Regions from separate parts of the Sus scrofa genome. Here regions 1 and 2 are each linked to region 3. The links are chromatin contacts, called in public Hi-C and HiChIP or PLAC-seq maps. All regions are on one chromosome and are shown on one strand. Each heading gives the region's core, a stretch centred on a gene start, on an enhancer-like site or on the middle of the called end of the contact. The rest is flanking DNA. Distances are from core to core; before and after follow the strand shown. Region 1 holds the start of PRIMPOL (DNA-directed primase/polymerase protein). Region 2 holds the start of IRF2 (interferon regulatory factor 2). Region 3 holds the start of CDKN2AIP (CDKN2A-interacting protein).

Region 1 (2,885 bases), core at 144-2,643, 880 kb before region 3:
ACTGTGTTTTCCAGTTCCACCTTTTTACCATCCCCACAAGATATCCCATCCAAAGAGCCTAACTCGGCCAGATTAAACACGCTTAAGACTATTTTCTTAACATTTCCTCAAGGACATGCCTTAATGATGCAGAGCATCACATAATTAATGCACAGTAGAGTTTACCTCAGCAAGTCCAAAATCTCCAGGATCTGGCCGTAAACCAGCTACCTATTTGATTTCTTGTTGTTCAGCCTTCTCACCAAATGAATAATGACCATTGCCTGCACCTGGCTCACTCCAAGAGCCCTAAAGTATGGTTTCCCTCCCTCATCTGCAACACCCCACTCACCTTTGCCAAAGTCTTCCCCTTCGAGGCTCAGTTCAAGTTCTGCCACCTCTGACACCTCTGCTAAAAAGAAATCATCAGACTAAGTCAGAAGACATTGCCTTCAGCCAACTGTTTTGCTATAATTAAAGTTTCTCTTAAGTGTAATTTACATAACAACAGAAAACTGCTGCTGCTGCTGCAACAGAAGTTTCATTTTAGTAAGAAAGGGGTCTGGGCTTCACTATTACATAACAGCACTAGCTAAAAAAAATGGTACAGTACTGCCTTCCTTATGAATAACTGCATGCTAATCACTGTTGAGATTGGGAATGTGTCCTACTCTTCCTATTTTACTGCAGCAGAAAAAGGTCAAACACGGTCCTCTCTCAATATGGGAGGGATAAAGGCCTAGGTTTCATTCTTGGGAGGTGAGTTTTAACTCGTGTAACTGAATTAGAGCAAACTAATTAGCCTTTTAAAGCCCAGGTGGGAATTGTAATTCCTACCTCCAGGGCTTGTTGAAAGAGTAAGAAAAGGTAAGAGCACAGATGAGCACTCCACGAACACAAGCCGTACACAGAACGAAGTGTATTTGTGCACAAAACATCGCCCCTGATTGATATCCAAATGAACAAAGTGTGGGGAGTGGACTAGTCCTTCACCGGGGCCCGGACTCGTCAGGATGTCATGAACCCCTTGAAATTGGCGAAGAATAGCCTGCTCAATTGCATTGGTATATCCTTGTGCGAAAATGATACCGGGTCTGAAAAGAGTTCGTGACCCCAAATAGGCTGGGGGTTCAAACGGAGGGCGATTAGAGCTCTTGATTTAGGTACAGGGATGGGGGTGACCTAAGGCTGCGGCCGGCTTCCCTTCCTCCAGGAGCGCCCGCCCGGGGCTCCCTTCTCTTTGCCTCTGGGGTCCTGTGCGGCCTTCAGGGCCCCTCCGTTACCTCCAGAAACCTACGCTGGGGCGGAAACCCGCGGGTCCTCAGCGGCTGGCGGAACCTGCGACCAGCGGACTGTGGCGGGACCGAATCTTCAAACCTGGAGCGGGGGCGGGACCGAGGCGGGGAGCAGGGAGCGCGACGGGACGGTGTTCTTGGGCGGGGCGGGGACTTGTCAGCAGCGTTCTCGGCGGCCGGGAAAGGCGGGCGCGGACAGCTGAGAAGGCAGGAGTTCGCCAGACGGTGAAGGGTTAGTGTTCCCCGCCGAGCAACGTTCTCTCGCCGGAAGAGCCTGCGAAGGGGCGGTATTCTCGTGTGGGGCGTGGCCTTGAGAGGGCGGTGCTCTCGTGCGGGGCGGGGCCTGTGAGAGGACGAAATTCTCCGACCTGGCAAGGACTTTAAGGGAGCTGCATTCCTGGAGGCGGGGAAAGGCTAACGCGGAGAGCCGGGAATCCGGGAGCTGTTTTCCGAAGGGACGATGTTCTCCGGGGGAGCGGGTTCTCGGGGGTTGAGGGGGTGGGAGGCGGGGCGAGCTGGGGCCTGACTAACGTGTCGGCTTTGAGTGGAGCTTGCGGAGCGGAGGGGCGGAGCCATTGGAGGCGGGGTCTGCTGCGGAGCTCAACTCCAAGTTTTGCGGCGGCGGAAGCAGAGTTGGCGGGGAGAGAGAAGGTGACTGTGGTGTGCGTGCTGGACGGTGAGTGATGCCTTCCAAGATTCTTTCCTCTGTGCGGTGGCCCTGGGCCGGATCCCTCCACCCCTCCAAACCTAACGCCCGCCCCGGGGACCTGCGCGAGCCTGCAGCTTCTCCAGGGAGACGGGCAGGGTTCGGGCGGTAGGTCCTTTGTTTTGCCACGACGACGGGGGCGGGGACGAGCTGAATCCCGCAGATCCAGAGACCCAGCCCGGAGATGGGAGCCCAGGCCGGGGAGCGGAGACCCGGCTGCGAATGCCGAGCTTTGGGGATGGGAGGCTGGACTGAAGATAGGCTGGGCCGCACGGGTGGCGGGAGACCACACCGGGATGTGGAACCGGCAACGGGAGGCTGGGGAGCGGAGACCCAGTCGGAGTCAACGAGCCCAGGGGATTGGTGGATGAACGAAGATCCAGAAGCCTGGTGGAAAAAGAGGAAGTCGGTAGAACTGGGTCAGCACGCCGAAGCTTGATAGCGGGAGGCTTGACCCGGTCGCTGAATCCGGGGAGAAGTGCGGGAGGCCAGGCGGGGGCGCTGAGGCCGGGTGGTAGGAACTCGGACCCGGGTTGCGGGAGGCAGCGGGGATCTGAGACTGAAATTTGAATCGGAAAGAAGTTGAAGAGGATGGGCTCGGAGAAAAGATGACCTGAGGGCAGGAGGCGAGCTGGTCAAGCTCTGGCCCTTGGGGCTGATCCTCCCATTACTGGGTGAGGGTTTGGTCTCTCTTGCCTTCGTCTCAGGCCTAGATTTTCTCGGGTTGACTTTTGACTCCGCGCTCTGAAGAGGTAATTTCAAGTATCAAACTCCTGATCATGTTCAGACCTGAAAGCCTATATGAATCCTTCCAGCTCGTGCCTGTGGCTATGTATCCATAGCTCAAATCCCTGAGGAACTGCTTTGAAATCCCCTCAGCCCATGTTGAATTAAGAGTGCCTTTG
Region 2 (2,732 bases), core at 226-2,725, 810 kb before region 3:
ATGACACCACCGATCTGAAAAACCTACAATACATACACGTGTGTGTGGATACACAAACAGAAATATACTGAAAACTCTTCAGGAGTTCCCCTGGTGGTTAACGAACTGGACTAGCATCCATGAGGACATGGGTTTGATCCCTGGCCCCTCTCATTGGGTTAAAGATCCTGTGTTGCTGTGAGCTGTGACACAGGTCGCAGACCCGGCTCAGATCCCCAGCTGCTGTGGCAGTGGTGTAGGCCATGGGCTACAGCTCTGATTCGACCCCTAGCCTGGGAACCTCCATATGCGGGGATGCGGCCTCAAGAAGACAAAAGACAAAAAAATACATACATACATAAATAAAATAAAATAAAATAAAAACCCTTCAGAGTGTGTGTGTATTTCCACACAGCAGAGAAAGGACTAAATAAGGGACATCTCTCTATTGTTTTTTTCTTAGTAATTTTTTTTTTTTTTTTAGAAAGAAGGAAAGAAAGAGGGAGCATAGGAGAAAAGAAGGGAAGGAATAGAGGGAGGGAGGGAGGAAGTAAATAAGACAAAGCTTTGTGGTAGATTCCAGGGCCTTTAAAAATTACTCTATATGGAGTTCCCGTCGTGGCGCAGTGGTTAACGAATCTCACCAAGAACCATGAGGTTGCAGGTTTAATCCCTGGCCTTGCTCAGTGGGTTAATGATCCAGCGCTGCCCTGAGCTGTGGTGTAGGTCGCAGGCGTGGCTTGGATCCCGCGTTGCTGTGGCTGTGGTGTAGGCCGGCGGTTACAGCTCCAATTAGACCCCTAGCCTGGGAACCTCCATATGCTGCGGGAGTGGCCCTAGAAAAGACAAAAAAAAAATTACTCTATATATTTTACTTCATATTTGCAGTATTTTATACCAAAAAGGAATACTTAGCCCTTGTAGACAATTCAGAAAATACATAAAAGTGTAAAAAAAAAAAAAAATCCCTTATTAAAAAAAAAATGAACCTTAATATTTTGCTGCATATTCTTTCAGACTGTGCCATACTTTCATTGGCCTGCATGTCATATATGTAATTTTTTTCGGTATCCTTCTCCAAAATGTTCTTCTGATTCATGAGGTAAATAACACTGAAGTCCGTTCTTTCTCTGAGTCTTTGAGACGGCTTCTCTCCTTAATTCTACAGTGTTCCCGCACAGTCCACAGTCCAGTTTGCAGATCTTACGGCTTGTGCTTCGCTCCACTCAGTCCACTTGAGGGCTATCTCAATCCATCTCAGATCTACTGTCGAACGTCAGACGACAGGCACATTTCCCAAACCAAGTCTCCCAGACCTACAGGCCCTCAGTGAGGGCACCCCTGCTGTCTGAAATGAGAACTCGCGAAATTGCATCTGTCTGACCTTTGGACACCCTTACGCTAGGTTAACGCAGGAGAAACTACCATTCCCGTCGGGCTCTGCTCTTGGGCGGCCACCTCTGCGCCTGCGCATTCTGAGCGTGGACCACAACTCCCAGGATGCTTCGTGCTGCCGCATTCACGGCTCTACTTCCTGCCGGGGCGTTTCCGGAATAACAGTGGCTCTGCGAGTCCAAGAAAAGTTAAAGGTGGGAGGGGTTTGTTGGCTGCTTGGGAAGCGGTTTGGAGTCACTTATTTTTTTCTTTTTCTGTCACAAAAAAGCAGCAAGTCTGCTGCAGAGATTTCTGGTGTGCAGCTGCCTCGATTTCTGGAGTGCACGGGCTTGGCTTTTCTGACCGGGAAGAGGGGTCTTTCATGCAGGCCTTACACAGGTGGTCGCGGCTTGCGCTTGTCTGGTTGCAGTAAGCTCGTCTTGGGAGGTGTCCCCCATCCCTCCCTGCGCGTAAAAGAGGCTGACAGTTCTGGATTTTGTTGGAGTAGCGGATTTTTTTTTTTTTCTCTTTATATCTTCGCAGGCATTTCTCGGGGAGTTGGAATATTGTTTTAGGAGTCTGCAAGGCAGATGTTTTAACCTGGAAATCCGGGCGCGCTTCTTGCAAGCTAGTTAGCGTTTTGCACTTGGTTTCAATTGGGCCTGGGATCTCTATTTTTATGATCTTTCAGCTCATAATTGTTAATGTGCGCTGAAGACAACCTTGGACGAATACCTGTATTTAAGGGCAAATAAAACGCACTGCTTGACTGACACCCTTAATATATGTAATTATAAATGTAGTATGACACACTTAAATAAATGTAATACATGGGAAACCGCAGTCCCTCCCCCCCCTCCCCCAGTGAAAGTAGAAACTTACCAGTACAGGAGTGAGGGACTGTCAGAGGGAAATGGCAAGTTGAGGAGTGAATGAAGGTGGGAGGTGAACAATTACAGTTGACCACAAGTCGCTTGTTCAAGAAATGTGTTCTTGTTGAGAAGAAAGATGGATGGTTGGTTGAGACCCAGCTTTGCTATTTATTAACTCTGTAATTTCATACAGGTTAGTTTACCTCTGAATCCCTGTTTTCTCATCTGTGAAATAACCTTTCCTCCCCACATGACAGTTTTTGTGAAGACAATTAAAATTATTATTTTAAACTATATTCATTGTTGTGAATATAGTTCTTAAACTCCATAACACTCCAAAGTATATTAGTAATGGTGGTAATTTGGCAAATGTAATGAAAGGCCAGGGGAACTAGGAATGTCAGTTAAAAGAAAAGTTGAAATTAGTGACCATGGGGTCAAGGCTGAAGAGTAAGGCCAGTGAATCTGGGAAGAGTCTGAAAATCTGGAGGAGACATACGGGTCAGT
Region 3 (2,824 bases), core at 160-2,659:
CAGCTGCCGATTTCGGGTCCCGCTCTCCGCATCGGCGGCCTCCTCCGGACGAGCGGAGGCAGCGCCGCCGGCGGGGGCCAGGTCCCCGGCGTTGCGGAGCAGGAACTCCCGGCGGTGGCGCCAGTGTTTGTCGGTCTCGCCGTCGCAACGCAGCGCCTCCACCCAGGCGGCTACCCGCGGGTTCTGGCTCAGGTACTCCGACACCTCCTGCGCCATGTTGGGCCTGAGGGTCGCGGAGGCCAGGAGCGGATGCTGCACCGAGAAGGTGGCGGGGAGCGCGGGCGAGCGGCCCTGTCACTGAGGCCTGCACCGGCGGCTATCCAGAGAACGCCCCTCGGAAGGCCCAAACACCAAACAACAGAGCCGAGAGCAGCTGAACCGCCCACTTCCGCCCGCCGCCGGCTCCTTCCCTTTTATAACCTCGCCGCCGCCGAGCGCCCAAGCGTCCTTCCGGCGTGATCCGGCTCTCCCAGGACGCTTTGCGGCGCGCGAGCAGCCGCGGCGCTGCAGCCCCGGCCGCAGGGGAGGGGAGGGGAGTGGAGGCGGGGCGAGGGGAGGTGGGCGTGCGCCTCCCGCCCCGCTAGGGCGCGCGGCCAGTGGAGTCGCCCGGGACCCCCTCGGTCTGGACTCCAAGACTCCTCGTTTCCGGTCGGCTTTGTGACGCCGCGCCCTCTGGCCGCCTCCCTCCCGCGCCGGGAGGGCCGAGTTATCGCGTGCGGGGCGCGTCCTCCCGGACTTTAGCCGCCGCCCGGACGCGAGGTCTGGGCGTCTCGGCAGTAAGACGCCGATTTTGAGCGGGCCAGAGTAAACAAAACTCGCTCCAAATTTCCATTATGCAGAAAACGGCTTCCAGCTCTGTAGACAAGTGTAGACAAGCGAGGCCTTCCGAGGCAGTCCGGGTCGCGGGGCATTCAGGAATGTGCGGGCGCATATTAACTTAAATTGTACTAATAATAAAGGTAATAAGGTAATATTTAATCCTGTTCGGGGTTGCCTTGTGGAGCCCAGTCTTTGAAAACTAGTCCTGGCCCTACAGACTTGGGTTTGGTTTACGCAGTTCAGCACGGGCAGTACGTCTTCCCCTCTGGTGGGTTTTAGTCAGTAACTTAAACGCTGCGCCAAGGACCTGCAGTCTCTGTCGTGTCTCCTTAGATTAACAAACAGTAGCCCCGCTGGTCGATGGTCAGGAGGCGACTTGGGAAAGTGCGTTTGTCTCTTCGCCTCAAATCTTCCCCTCTTAAAGCTTTCTTTTTTCTTTTTTTTTTTTTTTTGCATTTTTTAAATATTTGAGTGTCCACACTTAAATCATTACTGCCGGCTTGCCTGTTGTTTCCAATATTATTTCCAATAATATTAGGCATTTGGGTATTTTATGGTTAATAAAATTTAATAAAAAGATAAGTGATAACATAATGATAAATTACGAAATAATAAAATTTGCTTTCACTAAATATTTGTTGATTTTGAATTTAAAATAATTAGAATAGGAGTTACCGTCATGGCTCAGTGGTTAACGAATCCGACTGGGAACCATGAGGTTGCGGGTTCCCTCCCTGGTCTCCCTGAGTGGGTTAAGTTTTCGGAGTTGTCATGAACTGGTGTAGGTCGCAGACACGGCTCAGATCTGGCGTGGCTGTGGCTGGCAGCCGTAGCTCTGATTAGACCTCTAGCTTGGGAATTTACATATGCCCTGGGTGCCGCCCTAAAAAGACAAAAACAAAAACCAACCAAACAAACAAAAAACAATAATCAAACAAGCAAAAAGAAAGAAAAAGCCATGTAATTTATATGCATACTGGAATAAGCAAAATTCAGCTAGTAAATGAAATCAATAGTGCCCACTTTTCCTGCCATGCCAAATGAAATGACATAAAAGGCATAGGCACAGAGAACTGTTGAAGCTTGGGATTTTGCTTCTAGTTTTGCTCTTCTTTCCTATTTCCCTAAAGCTTTAGAGGGGTGAAAATATGTGGGAATCTGGCAATTTAAAAGACTAGAGAAATTTCATGGTGTTTTCCTTTCATGTATTCTTTGGCATGGGGGAAAGAGCAAGTAAAAGAATCTGTGCTTACATACCTGGATGATATTTGCACATTTTAAACCAAGAATTTTCTCACTTTTTTCTTTTCGTCTTGTAGCCTTCCACCCAGGGGCTTCATTGCCTTGCAGGGAGAGCAAATAGAGCCTGGATTTCAAAATCCATTGTTAAAGTTATAATAAAAGCAATATGGTCAGAAAGCTGGAGTTATTTCTCGTTTGCAAAAGCCAGGTACTTGACAAAAAGATACATGTTTTGGTTTTTTTGTTTGTTTTTGTTTTTCCTTAAAAGTTTGAATTTGCACATGAAGATTCAAGGCATAGACCATGGACCACAAAGTTAAGAAGAGTACTATATATTGGACTAAAAAATTTTTTTAAGCCCTCTCACCATACAAAGACTTAATGAACTGGAGGGAGTAAGGATTCAGAGAAAAAGAAGGGAACTTTCGAAAATCAATGTGGGGCGGTGTGGCTTCGATTAGGAGTAGGGAAGTGTTGACTCTCTCTGGACCATTAGAAGTAGACAGCCCATTAGTGCCCTGAGCCAGCTTGGGTTGCCTTTAGAGGAGAAATGAGAGAAGTGCAAATCAAAACTACAATCAGGTATCAGCTCACACTGGTCAGAATGGCCATTATCCAAAAATCTACAAATAGTAATGCTGGCGAGGGTATGGAGAAAAAGGAACCCTGCCACGCTGTTGGTGGGAATGTAAGCTGGTGCAGTCACTATGGATAACAGTATGGAGATTCCTTAAAAAACAAAAATGAAGTAGTTCCCTTGTGG

Evidence for each region. A called contact is a pair of places that touch in the nucleus more often than the background predicts. HiChIP or PLAC-seq counts read pairs in DNA pulled down with a chosen protein or histone mark.
Region 1: an H3K27ac HiChIP or PLAC-seq map of alveolar macrophages shows a contact between it and region 3. The contact joins the promoter of PRIMPOL here to the promoter of CDKN2AIP in region 3. A contact is called at or near these places in 2 of 2 datasets of contacts at active chromatin or transcription factors (alveolar macrophages and skeletal muscle).
Region 2: a contact with region 3 is called in a Hi-C map of psoas muscle, with 4 times the contacts expected there. The contact joins the promoter of IRF2 here to the promoter of CDKN2AIP in region 3. A contact is called at or near these places in 2 of 47 Hi-C or Micro-C datasets (epiblast stem cells and psoas muscle) and 1 of 2 datasets of contacts at active chromatin or transcription factors (alveolar macrophages).

What each region holds. Positions count from the first base shown.
Region 1 is chr15:45,762,769-45,765,653 of Sscrofa11.1, reverse strand. PRIMPOL (DNA-directed primase/polymerase protein) reads right to left here and starts at 1,393. Exons shown (of 15, transcript XM_021076332.1): 1 at 1,263-1,393; 2 at 332-391.
Region 2 is chr15:45,691,984-45,694,715 of Sscrofa11.1, reverse strand. It overlaps IRF2 (interferon regulatory factor 2), which reads left to right and starts at 1,475. Exons shown (of 12, transcript XM_021075622.1): 1 at 1,475-1,568.
Region 3 is chr15:44,884,188-44,887,011 of Sscrofa11.1, reverse strand. CDKN2AIP (CDKN2A-interacting protein) reads right to left here and starts at 1,409. Exons shown (of 3, transcript XM_021074832.1): 1 at 1-1,409. The coding sequence starts at 216.